5 separate regions of the Mus musculus genome follow, and all the other regions are linked to region 1. Evidence: chromatin contacts called from public HiChIP or PLAC-seq and promoter capture Hi-C data. All regions are on one chromosome and are shown on one strand. Each heading gives the region's core, a stretch centred on a gene start, on an enhancer-like site or on the middle of the called end of the contact. The rest is flanking DNA. Distances are from core to core; before and after follow the strand shown.

What was found. Promoter capture Hi-C pulls out the DNA fragments that hold promoters and counts their contacts. HiChIP or PLAC-seq counts read pairs in DNA pulled down with a chosen protein or histone mark. Capture Hi-C pulls out chosen DNA fragments and counts their contacts.
Region 2: an HNF4G HiChIP or PLAC-seq map of pancreatic cancer cells shows a contact between it and region 1. The contact joins the promoter of Dlk1 here to the promoter of Dync1h1 in region 1. A contact is called at or near these places in 1 of 39 promoter capture datasets (hippocampal neurons) and 2 of 115 datasets of contacts at active chromatin or transcription factors (astrocytes and pancreatic cancer cells).
Region 3: a contact with region 1 is called in a promoter capture Hi-C map of adipose tissue, with 2.4 times the contacts expected there. The contact joins the promoter of Coa8 here to the promoter of Dync1h1 in region 1. A contact is called at or near these places in 1 of 115 datasets of contacts at active chromatin or transcription factors (astrocytes) and 1 of 9 other capture datasets (adipose tissue).
Region 4: a promoter capture Hi-C map of liver shows a contact between it and region 1, with 4 times the contacts expected there. The contact joins the promoter of Klc1 here to the promoter of Dync1h1 in region 1. A contact is called at or near these places in 2 of 39 promoter capture datasets (both in liver) and 3 of 115 datasets of contacts at active chromatin or transcription factors (astrocytes, microglia and pancreatic cancer cells).
Region 5: a contact with region 1 is called in a promoter capture Hi-C map of liver, with 4 times the contacts expected there. The contact joins the promoter of Xrcc3 here to the promoter of Dync1h1 in region 1. A contact is called at or near these places in 3 of 39 promoter capture datasets (cranial neural crest, liver and pre-B cells), 1 of 484 Hi-C or Micro-C datasets (CD4 T cells), 3 of 115 datasets of contacts at active chromatin or transcription factors (astrocytes, extraembryonic endoderm stem cells and microglia) and 1 of 9 other capture datasets (liver).

The regions. Positions count from the first base shown.
Region 1 is chr12:110,600,134-110,602,860 of GRCm38.p6, reverse strand. It overlaps Dync1h1 (dynein cytoplasmic 1 heavy chain 1), which reads right to left and starts at 1,466. Exons shown (of 77, transcript NM_030238.2): 1 at 1,007-1,466. The coding sequence starts at 1,256. Gm35558 (a long non-coding RNA gene) reads left to right here. Exons shown (of 2, transcript XR_381950.4): 1 at 1-2,108; 2 at 2,497-2,727.
Region 2 is chr12:109,452,064-109,454,789 of GRCm38.p6, reverse strand. It overlaps Dlk1 (delta like non-canonical Notch ligand 1), which reads right to left and starts at 1,335. Exons shown (of 5, transcript NM_010052.5): 1 at 1,064-1,335. The coding sequence starts at 1,130.
Region 3 is chr12:111,711,944-111,714,643 of GRCm38.p6, reverse strand. Coa8 (cytochrome c oxidase assembly factor 8) reads right to left here and starts at 1,375. Exons shown (of 5, transcript NM_026511.2): 1 at 1,226-1,375. The coding sequence starts at 1,351. It overlaps Bag5 (BCL2-associated athanogene 5), which reads left to right and starts at 1,388. Exons shown (of 2, transcript NM_027404.2): 1 at 1,388-1,600.
Region 4 is chr12:111,757,570-111,760,357 of GRCm38.p6, reverse strand. It overlaps Klc1 (kinesin light chain 1), which reads right to left and starts at 1,509. Exons shown (of 16, transcript NM_001025360.2): 1 at 1,316-1,509.
Region 5 is chr12:111,812,347-111,815,139 of GRCm38.p6, reverse strand. Xrcc3 (X-ray repair complementing defective repair in Chinese hamster cells 3) reads left to right here and starts at 1,261. Exons shown (of 8, transcript NM_028875.3): 1 at 1,261-1,315. Zfyve21 (zinc finger, FYVE domain containing 21) reads right to left here and starts at 970. Exons shown (of 7, transcript NM_026752.4): 1 at 763-970. The coding sequence starts at 900.

The DNA of each region.
Region 1 (2,727 bases), core at 217-2,716:
CTAACTGCAGGCCCAAACCAAGGCTGTGTGAACATTTTGTAATTAAGAATAGCCTTAAAGCGATACAAACTATCGAAAGGACAGCCACTCTGGTTTTCTAACGGAACCACACAGCCTTTGGAACTCTAGGGAACTTGCTAGCAAATATTCTCAGTCCATCTTCAATCCCTAAGGGCTATTTTACTTTTAAACAGCACATCTGGGTTCCTAGGGAAATGCCACACCCATTCGCCAGCATGTCATACAAGTTCCCCAGATGCTACAAAGTGGTTTTAAAGCCTCAAGAAGGAAGGAGTCCTGCAAGCAAGCCCCCTATTCCAGATCAATCTAGGGATGTTGTGAGAGTCTCTGCTGGAGGACACAACGGGAACATGTCAGCTTCTTTGCCTCCTTCCCCAACTAGGTAAGCAACAGTTCTTAAGTCTTTGAAATCAGACTTAAATGTCACAGAGCTGTCATTAGGGTCATCTAAGCAACAATTTCAAGCCATGATCAGCAAAACAAGCAATTTGGACTGGAAACTGATATGCTGAGTCTAATCTCAAGGTCCTGTATTTTAGCTGGTGACCTTGGACCAGCCACGGGACTCAGTTTCCTGGTTTGTAAAACTGGGAGATACACCCACTCAACAATGATGCTGCGAGGCCAATGGAGGCCTACGCGTAGGCAGCCGCAGACAGCAGAGATGCTGGGTGACCAGGGCCTGCCCACTCCGGCTCCCGCCAACCCACCGGTCCCCGAGCCCACCCAAGGGCCAGCACCTAGGCTGTCCTAGACACACTCTTCCCAAAGCGAGCTAAGCTTGGATACGAATCGAAACCAAAAAAGCTCATGTGACTCTGGAGGCAGGGATGCGGCCCTGTGCCCAGCCGGGACCGGGAGACGCTGTCTCCACCCAACTCGGCCATCTTGAGAAGCCGCGGAGACAAAGCGACCCCACTGTGCGGGCGCTGGCGGTCCGGGCACCCTAGCTGCTCCACGCGACCGGGGAGGGGGCGCCGCGCACCTTTGAGGGTGGAGCGCTCCACCAGGACCGTGTGGACCTGCGGGTCTGACAGGAACTTGCGCATCTGCTCCAGGGCGCTCTTCTCCTCCAGCGCCGCCTCCAGCGCAGCCGGCGCGTCGCCGCCGTCCTCCAGCAGCAGCGGCACCAGCTTACGCAGGTGCTTCTGCAGCACCGCCACGTCCGCCACATTCTGCACCGCCGACACCTCCAGGCCGGCCGAGCCGTCCTCGCCGCCGCCCGGCTCCGACATGGCGGATCCACGGAAGGGAGAGAGATAGAAAGAGAGAGAGCGAGAGCCGAGAGGAGCGGCCTCCGGCACGAGAGAGCAGTGAGCGAGGGGAACCGGCGACAGGAGACGCTCTGCCCGCTAACCCGCGGCCGACTGCGGACAGCGGAGCCGGCTCCGCCCTAAAGGCCGCCGCTCCCGCCGGCCCCGCCCCGCCCGCTGGCTGCAGCCACCGGCGCCCGCTCGCGGTCGGCGTCGCGACGTTACGCATGCGACTGGAGGCGGGGCTATGTGCGGCGCCGCGTGGCCTTTTGGGACTTGTAGTCGGAGGGCAGGGCGGGACCCATTACTCTGCGCAAAAGTGGTCCAGGAACCGCGTCTGTCTTCATTGCCAGGTGGCAGAGAATATCACAGAGCCAGCCCCTCAGGCTTCATAAATAGTGTTTTAAGGATGCATTGACGAGAATTGACATTTAGTGAGAGTTCATCCTCTGCCCGACATTGCTATTAATAACCTGAGTTCTCCCGTTGAATGAATGGAGTCTGGAGTCCCAACTGCCCAGTCGTTATTAGATACACATTGGGAAGATGAGGACGTTTTTTCAGAGGAGATGAGGGGCATGCCCACAATGACTTCGCTAAACTGGATAGGGAGAGAGTGGAAGGGAGATGATTTTAGCTGAGGAACTGGCGTCTGAGGAAGGGAAGGTTAGGTATGGGTGGAGCAGCAACTGCAGTGCAGTCTAACGGTAGGCTAAAAGAAACCTGGATAGTAGGAACATCAAGCTACGATGGGACCTGGCTTCTGAACACAGTGTCATTTACCAAGCGAGGGTGATGTAAGAGAAGGACGCATGAGTGAATCCACTGACAACGGTAAGCTCCCCATACCTGCAGCACCCACCGCTCTGTGGGTTCGGGAATCTGGATCGGCAGGAGGCAGGGGCTCAGATTGCTCCTAAGTTTCCCTGCATCTGACCCATCACCCCTCCTCCCATACACGGAGGACAAGAAGGGCAGAATCTCTTTGCTTACTTTCTTAGGGTTAGTAACTGGCCTTTGAAAGTTCAGGTCATAACTTGCCTGTTCAATTGGGTAGAGGGAACTAAGCCAAAATGATCTTTAAAAATATAATAATGCCGAGTTAGAAAGCTGAGTCCTGATTGGTGGGATGATGGTGGTATGACTTGATTCTCCCAAATCATCTTTGGAATACGGGAAGCCCTACAATATGCTTATTCCTTGCACAATTGTCCTGTGCCAGGTCCCAGAGGCTGCTGATGGAGGCCCGAAGATTCTTCTAGAAGCCAGACAGAGAGAGAGACAGAGAGACAGAGAGAGAGAAAACAGATAAATATCCCCATTCTCCCTCCATCAGCCCACCCTGGTGTAATGTGTCATAAATAATCTTGCAGAGGTGAGAGGACAGACCCAAAGCTACTGTGGTGAATTGCTACTGTGGAATTGCTGGCGTACTGGCAGTGATCAATACTGA
Region 2 (2,726 bases), core at 86-2,585, 1.1 Mb after region 1:
CCATGGGCTAAGCACAGCACACCCCTGATTCTCCAAGTGCAAAGCAGACACCTTTCTCCCCAAAGAAAATAAGAGCCCCTAGGCCCCTAAAAGTAGGAATGAGGGACAATGAAGAGGTAGCCTTTGACCCCTGGTCATTCTGTCTAGCCTCCCATTTGCAAAGTGAGCTAAAGGGAAGATTTCGAGGTCTCTGGGAAAGCCCAGACAAGCCCACCTGCCTAGCCCACAGGTGAAAGGCTAGATTTTACCCCAAGATTAACCCTAGTTAAACCAGGCAACCAAATCCTACCTCCCACGTTTCTCCTACCCCACACTGGTCACATTAAAAGAACTGCGCAATAGCTCTGCAGGGCCTCTGAGATTCCGACGCTCTTAAGGGAGTCTGACACTTTAATAGACACCTACTGTATGCATTTACTCAACCAGTTTTCGGCCTTCCCAGACAGCCTCCGACCCCCCACTCACAACTATTGGCGCATTGAGGGCTGGGGTCGCTGCGGGAAGGGGCCAACTCTCTCCTACCAAAGACAGATGGCCTCTGCAGACAGAAGTGTCGCAGCCCCTCACCTAGAGAAACACGCCACGCAAGAGGGGCTCCAGCTGTGCTCCTGTTGGAAATTAGGGACTACGACTGCAAAGTCACCCCCCCAAAGCCCCCAAGACCTATTCCTAAGCACATAAGCCGTGACAGACACCCCCAAAGTTGCACCTTAGAACGTTTTTTTTCCTTAAATAGGATACCTCCCAACGCAGTCTCTTTTTTTTTTTTTTCATACCTCCTCAATCCGAGCAACGACACCCCTCTTGAACGCCACTTCTGCCGGGCTAGAAGGGGCTGGGACCCTCCACCTCCCACAAACCCTGGGACCCCGGGATTGGGCTCAACAAGCAAGAGTGGTGCAGGGCGGATGAGGCGGGCACAGTGCAGGGCTTAGGGTTAGGCGGGACGGGCGGGACTTGGGGCGCATGGGACAGGGAGAATGGGGTGGTCGGTGGGGTGGTCGGCGGGGCATCGCAGGCTTCCCCAGAGGGGGCGCAAGCCAAACCGCCAGGGGGGGCTCACCATAGGTGCTGTGGCCGAAAGCCAGCAGGAGCAAGAGGACGCGCAGGAGGGCTCCGGTCGCGATCATCTCGGGGCGGCCTGGGTCGCGGTCCGGGGAGCGGAGGCGGTGCAGGGGCTGCTCCGGGGGCTGCGCTGGGCTTCTGGTTGCGGACCACGAAGGGGGCACGGGCGTCCAGCGGGAAGAAAGCCAGGGTTGCACCGGGGCGCACGCTGCTAAGTGCGGCTGCCGAGGAGCTGCCGCTGCGGCCCGCGCGCCGCCTTTTCGTACTGTCGTCCCCCCCCCCGCGGCCCCCGCCCACGCCCACGCCTCGCGCGCACGGGGCAGGCGCCGGCCAGTCCCGGTGACCCACCCCCTGGCGGGGCCGCCCCCCAGCGCCGCGGCGCCCGGAAGCGGCTCGAGCACGCGGCCGCACTCTTTGGCTAGACGGGTACCTGCGCACGATGGGCACGCGGTCCGCACACAGGACAGCACGCGGCTGGAGGCGGAGGCGGCGGCGCTCACACAGGCCCGCTTAGCGCAAGTCTCAGGAACCAAGCCAGGCGGGCGAAAGCCCTTGCACGCACTCAGAATACAAAAACGCTCACAGACACAGTAAGACACTTAGGGCTGGAGTCCCGCGCACACATGGCGCGGGTCAGAAGCCCAGGAGGACCCAAACGCACACCACGAAGATGTGGAAGATGCACATGATCACAGATGCACACACGAAAACCACCACGAAAAGCCGAAGCCCTCCGACGAGCCTTGCCATTGTGGAGTTTGGGGAAGGTGCAGATGCACTTGCCCCACGGACCCCCAACCCAAACACACCTTTCGGCACAGGCAAACCTTACTGCCTGTCCCTGGGGCACAGGTCACAGACCAGGGCAGCAGGAACACTGATCTGCTCCAAGCAGGGGAAGCGCCAGCTATGAAAAGACTGAGAGTCCTCCTGCCTATGCTGCCCCTCCACGCAGCCCGCCTGTAAACACAGGAGACCACTGGTAAACACCGACGACATCATGCGTCACCCCCCCCCCCCACCCCCTCCTCTCGCAGGTACCACAGTCACAGTCTGGGCCTTATCATTCTGAAACATAAAAGCACTGATTCTTTCCAACATGTACACACCTCGCAGCAACACGTATGCCCAGACCCCAAATCTGTCTCAGATTTGTGGAATCACCCAACAAACACACAAATTACACCAAAGCACACATAATCCAAATCCATCTTTGTTCACCGTGACACATGTCGACAGTTCACCAATATGTTCACCGTCAAATGCAGACAGACAGACAGACAGACAGACAGGCACACACACACACACACACACACACACACACACCCTCACTTAGTGGCTTTCAACCAGGGATGGCTTAGAGGATGGGATGGGAGTGTGTGTGTGTGTGTGTGTGTGTGTGTGTGTGTGTGGGTATTGATTCTGCCAGTGTCCCTGGGGCAATTCCTTTTTCCTGCAAGACCCCCCAGCAAGGGCTCAGTGCCTTTTACTCAGCTGAGACGCCCCCCATGCCCCATTCTGAGGCTCCAAAGGAGGAGGAGCTGAGTGAAGTGATACATTTATTGGGCCAGGGAGGTGGCTCACTGGGTAAAGGTGCTTGCAGCCAAACTTGAGTTTGATCCTTGACTCCTGCAGTTGCTCTTTGATCCCCACAGAACCCC
Region 3 (2,700 bases), core at 126-2,625, 1.1 Mb before region 1:
GCCCAAGGACTAGAGTTATATTTTCTAAAGACAGAAGTGAAGGCTTGTTTTTTTTCTTGTGCCAGGAAACTGAGCCAGAGGCCAGGGTCCTAAGGCAACAAATCTAAACTGGAGTAGTCAGAACTTCAAAGCTAAAAGTGTGCAAGGAGACACAGCATAGCAGAGATGAAAATTTTCACAGCAAGCACATTTTGCAATTCTTAATTTTCTCCATCTCTCTTCTCTCTCCTCATCCCTCCTTCCCTCTCTTCATTATTGCTTAAACCAAGCTCTCTAGTCTCTATCACTAGCTTAGTGGTCATTGAAGTGTTAGTAGCCACTGATTAATGTTTTACCTCCAGCCTTAGCGTTTTCATATGACTGATAGACTCTAAACCTAGGCCTTTTTTTTTTTTTCCCGAGACAGGGTTTCTCTGTGTAGCCCTGTCCTGGAACTCACTCTGTAGACCAGGCTAGCCTCAAACTCAGAAATCTGCCTGCCTCTGCCTCCCGAGTGCTGGGATTAAGGCGTGGGCCACCACGCCTGGCAACCTAGGCCTTCCTTAAGCAAAGCATTCTGTTGCAAAGAAGTGCAACTGAGGGCTGGTGAGATGGCTCAGTGGGTAAGGGCACCTGACTGCTCTTTGGAAGGTCCAGAGTTCAAATCCCAGCAACCACATGGTAGTTCACAGCCATCCGTAACGAGATGTGAACTCCCTTTTCTGGAGTGTCTGAAGGCAGCTACAGTGTACTTACATATAATAAATAAATAAATCTTAAAAAAAAAAAAAAAAGAAGTGCAACTGACTAAAAAAAAAAAGCTTTATTTAGTTTTATATATGTGAGTGCATTGTTACTGTCTTCGGTGTTCCTAACAGCTGAACCATCTCTCCAGCCCAGCAATTGTTTTTTTGAAAAAGGCTTCACGCCCATTCTTGCTGCAGACCTGCACTGTGGATCTCTGACATCGCGTGCACGTTTACAAACAATGCGAAGTCTACAGAAGTGGGATGATGAAGTCAGCCACGGCTTTAAGTCGAACACTAATCTTAACGATGCGAAAATGAGAAAGAACACCCTTCAAGAGCTGTGTTAATACAAATGGGAATTAACTCGGGGATAAGCAAGGCTCGCGCTCTCCACAGCGGATCCCGGGCAGTGATCATCAGTCCGTCGGAGAGGTGCAGGCGGCGTGGGTTTGCTCGGCGGCCTTCCTCCCTGCCAGCGCCCCCGGCGTCCCGCTTACCCGGCTGGACGCCGCATCCCTGTGATCCGTAGGGCGCTCACGGGCCAACCTAACGCCGCCGCCGCCGGAGAAGGACCGGCAGAGAAGCCGGCGAAGCGCTCTGCTTCCGGGCCGCAAAGCCGCCATGGCCCGCGCGTACGGCAGGATCGCGACAGTGGAAAGGTTGGCGTTACGGCGGCGTCGCAAAGCCCGAGCCGACGCGCGGCGAGGCCGACCGTGCGCATTCCCTGGGACGGACGCCGGGCGGCGGGGCCCGCGCGGGACGAGGAGAGGACAAGTTTTCCCCGGGCTCACTGCTGACGGGCCCGCTCTGCGAGGACGGCGACAACGCTGCGGAAGTGTAGGTGGCGGGGCGCGATGGCGCGTGCGGCCCAGGTGAGCGTGGGGCGAGGGCGCGAGCTCCGTTCTCCCGGCCTCGGGCGCTCCGCCGCCCTCGCTGCGCAGGCCCGCGCCCGCCGCGCGCCCATTGTGAGGTCAGGCGGCGGCGCGTCCGGCCGGGCCGAGACCCGGGAGCGGCCGCCGCGGCCAGTAGCTGCCGCCGCCTCCGCCGGCCCCTTCACCGGCTGCCCGGGTCAGACCTAGCCGGGAAGGGCGAGGGGGGATGCCGCTGGGGGCACCGCTGCGGTGCCGCTCCCCGTGAAGGGCCGATCTCCCACCTCGCAGCCCCCCGCGGCAGCCAAGACCGCCGCCGCCCAGACCTCCCGGGGTAAAAGCTCTGCGAGGGCCGGGCTTGGACCCTCCCGGGGACTGAGTTCTGTGGCCTGCCCGCCAGAAGTGAGCTGTTTGACAGAAACCTGAGAGCGTGGGAAATGCTCTAAGCGCACATACCGGGAGGCGAGTGACCGAGTTAATCGCAGTCGGCAGGTTTGGGCGGCGGGTATTTGAAGTCAGGGTGAGGATTTGGAAGTTTCGTAGCTCCTCTTTCAGAAAAGTAGAAAGTTAGCTAGCTGTCTGGACGAATGGTGCTCCTGTGAGTGTGGAAGAGCTACTGTTAACTTCCAAACTGGTTCCAGAGAGTAGATTAGGATGGGGGGGGGGGGGATCTAAGGAAATTGTGTTGCTAACCTGGTGGGTTGACTAGAATGGCAGTGTACGCAGCTCGCTCTCATGGTTTAAGACAGAATTCATAGGCCTAGACATCCACCCAGGCTGGATCATGAGGACCTTCTGTCTGTCGTTCAAATCCCTACCGTGTTCCCCTATTTCCGTTTTGCTTTGAATTCTTAGGGTCACCAAGTAGCCCATGGTGATCTTGAATTCGTAGTTCCCTTTCCTCTGTATCCCCGACGCTAGGATTGTAGGGATACACCAGCACACCGGTGAGCTTGCTTTGTTTTGTTCCTGTCCAGCTGTTTTCAGGAGAGGGAGTTGACATGTCACATCTTCCCTTTCCTCAAGCAACCTTTTACACCTTTGACGAAACCTTTTGTGTATTTTGGTGCATGCCCAGGTGCCAGAGTTTGGCCTCCCTGCCC
Region 4 (2,788 bases), core at 260-2,759, 1.2 Mb before region 1:
TTAAGTAATGCAAAGAATCAAAAACATAGCAGTTTAAATGGTATATAAATTTCTTGTTCTCATGCTTTTTAAAGACATCATTTTTGCAAGTACACCAGATCACCAATAACATAACAGTAGCAGGTAGTAGCAATTCCAACACAACACAGCTGGAAACGGCCTGCAAACTTCATTATAATGCCATCCACTCGGTCACATATTAATATTACTTTATTAACACCTTAATTTTTTTTTACGGGAAGGGGGCTCCACATGTAACAAGGAAAAGCACTCCAGGCCGGGCACATTCAGGTCACAGGGAGATTCCACACCCGGCCACTGAAAGAAAGAGACTGGCTGGCCACTGGCCATGGACCACAGCATGACAGCACGCCACCCAGGGCGGTGCCGGGGAGAGGTGGGGGCTAGAAGGGCGGGGAGGCCTGAGACAAAGCCAGTCGGCTGACCCCCAACACACACACTACCACCACCACCACCTCTTCAGGACCTCAGCAGACAGGCTTTGGGTCCCTTAAGCCCACAGCTGCCATTGGAAGGCCGCCCCCGCCCCGAGGCCCGAGTCAGGGCGGGGCCCTGAACACAGATGGGACAGAAGCCTGAGGGACACAGGAGGGGAGTGGAAGAGAAGGGGCAGGAACAGAAGTCTAGAGTGCAGGCAGAGAGAGCTGAGCCCCAAACCTAGAGGGTCACGGACGAAGAAGGGACAAGGACCTCAACTCAGAGAGGGACAGGCAGAGATAGGACAGGACCCGAACCAGAACAGGAAGGGAAGGGAGAAGAGCCTCAGCCTGGATGTACAGGCAGAGAGATGACGACAAAGACCCCAGCCAGGAGGGGCGCAGCCAGTGACAGGGAAGGGACCCAAAGCAGGGGCGCAGGTAGACAGGGACAAGGACCGCAGATTGGAGGAGCGCAGAGAGGTGACAAGAGACCCGAGCCTAGAAAGGCGCAGGCGGAGAAAGGACAGAAACCCCTGCTGGATGTGCACAGGCTGAGAGAGGACAAGGACCGCAGACTACTGGCGCGCAGGCAGAGGTGACAAGAGACCGGAGCACGGAGGGGCGCGGACGGAGCGGAGAGGAGAGGGAACCCCAGGGTGCAGACAGGGATGGAAAGGCCAGGGAGGGGACTGGGTTCGGGCGGAGGAGCAAAATCGCAGCCTGGAAGGGCCGGGTGCAGATGCGGCGGTGGACGGAAAGGTCCAGAAGCCTCAGCCCGGAGGATGCAGGCGGGAAGGGGTCGCGGCCGCGTCTGGAGCACTGCGCACCAGCCGCGCGGAGCCCGGGGCGGGGCGGGGACCAGGCCGCGCACTCACCGTCCGATCGGGAGAGTCGCGCTCGTCGCGCTGTCACAGGCCGAGGCCGCGCAGAGCCCAGCCGCCTCAGCAGCAAGCGGCGCCTCCGCAGCCGCCCCGCAGCATCCTCACCCTGACCCGCGCTCCGCAGCCTCGCGCCACCCTCCGCCGCCGAAAATGGCGTCGCCGGCGCCGCGCCCGCCCCACAATGCTGTGCGCCGTGACGTCACCCGCCCTCGCGCCGCCGGGCGGGGCTCAGGGGAAACTGAGGCTGGGGTCCGCAGCCCGGAGCTCTCCAGGAGCCTCTCTAATCTGTGTGTGGTGGCCTCAGACCGGGAGGCTTCCCTCGCCGCGCCTCCACCCGTGGAGGACGGGAAGATCGCCAGGCGGCCAGGACCCACCCTCTGCGGCTCGCTCCTGGCCGCAGCTCTCGCTCGACCTCCAGCCTGGCCCAAAGGGCAGGCTTGCCAGCTCAGGTTGCTCCTGAGCCTCGCACAGCCGCCTGGCACCCCAACTGCAGGCCTGACTCAGCAGCGGGTTGGAGGGGACGCTGAGTCAGTGGCAAGGCCGAGCTTGCCTGCCACCGGCTTGGGAACCCTCCAGGTGCCTTTAGACGTTTCCAGAATGGCGCGGTTGTATTACTAACGGGGAGGGGTTGCGAATGCCCACAGCCTCCCCACCTTGGGAAACGCTTCCCTCTTCTGATGGTATTGCCCAGAACCTGCTGCGGTCCTCCACCCTGCACTTATACCTACCAACATCAGGGAGGCAGGTGCTTTTGATCTTAACAAGCAGATCCAGTTACTTTGACCTCCTAGAAAATTCAAAGGCTGGCCAATAAAGGGGCAGCTCCCGTGGGGAGCGCAGCAGCCCATGTTGGCCTAAGGAGAGGCTGTGGGTTCAGTCTTTACTGCAGGCTTCACTTGCCCCAGCACACAAACTGCTGCTTGGATGTTGGGTGTCGCCGGCTCTTCAGCCACTGCCATACATCTGAACAAAGCATATGACGGCCCCTGCCCAGGTGGTGTTGGAAAGAAAAGAGTAGGCTAAGCGGGAGCCCATTTCTTTCCCATGGGTCAATCACTGCCCCTCCGAGTCCTGTATATGCACACACTTCTTCAGCAAGCAAAGGGCTTTTTTGTTTCATCTGTCCCTGCCATTGCTTTGTTCAAGCTTTATCATCTCGTTCTTTTGCCCCTTCAACTGATATCCACTAAGTTCCCAAGGTTCTCACAGGAAGACCCAGGTACATAAAGTGGCAGATGGTGTCTGCTGGCCAGCTCCCATTCCAATGAGAAAAAACAAGCTCAAACAGAATCTGACTTGTTGAAAACAGTAAAATTGCAGGCAGAGTGGTGAGGGAGTGGCACATGACCCAAACTCCAAGGTCAGAAAATTGTGCTGACACACACAGGAAAGAACAGGACCACGGAACCAGCGTAGAACACTCCATTAAATCTTGAGACAGGAGCACCCCTGCTGTGTTGGGGAGGA
Region 5 (2,793 bases), core at 12-2,511, 1.2 Mb before region 1:
TAGCACTCTGAAGGCAGATCTTATGAGTGCTAGGCCAAGGACGGGGAGGTGGGAGGGGGAGAGGGGAGGAAGGGAAGGAGAGGGAGAAAGGGAAGGAGGGAGAGAAACAGAAACATGGATGAATTTACACGAGCCATTAAGATAGCTCACCAAGTAAAGGCACGTGCCGCCACACCTGAGACCTGAATTCCGTCCCTGGGACCCAGATGGTTTAAGAAAACTCTCTTCTACAAATTATCCTCTGATCTACACACCAGCGCTGTGACATTGGGGACAAAGGCACATACACACATGAATAAATGAAGAAAAGTTGTTTCAAAGTTTATCAAAGTCGCCAGTACTTTCGTTGGTGTCTTTTAAAGATATTTAATTTGCTTTGAAATAAAATCGCATGGAATGCGTGAATTGCTCCTATTTTCTCCCAAGTGGCCAAGCTTTGCAGAGTTTAGAACTTCGAAGATTGCAAACCCTTTGGCACCGTTCCTCCGTGGGCAGGTGGAGGCGGACTCCCTCACCCTCGCCCCACGGACACACTCCAGCCCCAAACTCGCGCACGGCTCACGGGTGAGCCGCTCCACCGCTCCCCCTCGGGCCTCCCCGGGGCTCCGCACCGCGCAGCCAATGACCGCCAAGGAATGGAAAACGCCCCACAGCGCAGAAGGGACAGCGGGAACGCCCGGAGGGGAGCCGCGGCCGAGCGTCCCTAGGACGGAGGCGGGAGACGCCCCGGCTCGGGTTGGGGACCCGGGGGCTAGGACGCACCTCCTTGTCCGGAACCCACTGCGGCTCCTCCAAGCCGAAAGGGCTTCCGAAGGCGCGGTGCTCCGGCACCATGCGCAGGCCACTTGGCGAGCGCACAAGCTTCTTGGCGTCGCGACGCGCGGCCACCCCCGAGGACATGTCTCCGCCTGAGCCCCTCACGCCACCGCCCGCGCTGAGCCCACACAAGGCGCCACCCCGCCCCGCCCGCAGACACGATGACAGCTCCGAAGCCCAATCCGCAGCCAGAGCTCGTAATATGAACCAATCGGAGAGTAGTATCCGCCCCAGAGTCGCCCTTCTCCAATCCGTGCAAGGATCCCGCCCCTACGGCTGGCCACCAATCGGCGGTGAAGACCGGAGGGGCACCCTCGCCCCTCTAGGGAGAGTGTGACTTCGGATTGGCCAATTAGTCAGCCACGTAGGCGCCTCTTCGTTTCTTCTGGGTGGAGCAGACTCGGACTCTGGCCTCTCATTGGAAGAGAAGATTGAGATGGGCGGGGCTTCAGGAGCGGGCGGAGCGCGCGGGAGACTTGCGGGGTCGCTGATCCGGGAGGTGAGTTAGCTGATCGCGAGTGGCCGAACATGGGGTGGCGGGAGAGGACAGAGGACACTGTGGGTTTCGAGCGCCCCAGGTCGGGACTCAAGAACGAGCTTCCCCAGCGGGGCACCCCTTCAAGCCCGTAGCGGGGTTTGAAGGAATCGAACTGAGCGCGGGACCTGCTTTCCGCACTAGAGTCCCAGGCCAGCCACAGCGTGACCACTCGCTGCAGATTTGATCTGTGACTTTTGTTTTTCTTGTGGTGTTCGTAAGGACGAGTCACATTGTGCGTGTAGCCTAGGCTGGCCTTGGATTCAGCAGTCCTGCCTCAGCCTTCCTCGCACTGATACAGGTGTGAGCCACCGCGCGCGCCTCACCCTCTAGCTTCTTTGGGTAATTGGCCAAATCAGCTACCCAGGAGCTTTGCTCTCTCTCTGACACAATTGGACACACTCTAGCCCAGTTGGAGGGATGAGCTGGTGTAACCCTACTTCTCCGGAAGGCAGGCGGCCAAGTGGAGCATGGAGCTCTGTGCTTTTGTCTGAGACACAGGTTCTCAGTGTTGAAGTAGAAGTTGCTCAGTGGCACTTTGTAAAGCAAGGTTAGCTGCCTCAAGGCCTTGGCATTTGCGGGTGCACAGATAGAACCCGCCCCTGACTATGTCCTCTGTCCAGTCTCCACCAAGCCCTGTGATTGCTCTGGTTCACCACTGGACGCTGTAGCGATGGCTTGGGGGACCTTTGAGTTCTGGTGCCAGAGCTTTGTGTCTGAAAGCATGTTCTCCCTTCCCTCCTGCCCTGTGTGGTGTGGTGTATGTGTGTGTGTTGTATGTACATACGTGTATGTCCGTTTGCATCCGTACTGATGTGTGTGCGTGTGTGGAAGGCAGATGTCTGACATATATTCCTCCATCACTTGCCCTACGAACCCAAAGTCCACAGATTCAGCCTGTCGGCCTGCTCTGAGGAACTTGTCTCTGCCTTCTGAGCCCTGGGATTACTGGCAGCCCACCAAACCTGCCCAGCACCAGATCTCACGTCCTCGGCCTCCTCAAACTTGGCTCCTGAGCCACTCCACCCCATCCTTAGTGCCTCTTGGCACTGTCATTTGAACCCATTGCAGTGTACTGTAGGACACGCCTTTCCTCACACTGGCCTGGTGCTGTCCCCTCCGGGCCCCTTTCGGGAGACTTTCTCTGTGCTTTCTGGTACGGTGGAGCTGCCTCTTCTGTTGTTCTCTGACCAGGTTCAATTTCTCCCACCATCCTTCAAAATCCCAAACTCACAAAAAGCTGGGGAATGCTGAGCAAGACCCCTCTATGCCCCAGGAAGTTGAAGGGGAGCAGCAAGGGGCAGCTACCTTGTCCCACCCCCCCCACCCCCACACCCCCACCCCCCCGCACTGACACCTTCAGGATGTTGACTACGGCTGAATTAGTTCTGTGCCAACATCTGGAGTGAACCTAGGCTTCCAGACTGCCTAGTCCTCCTCAG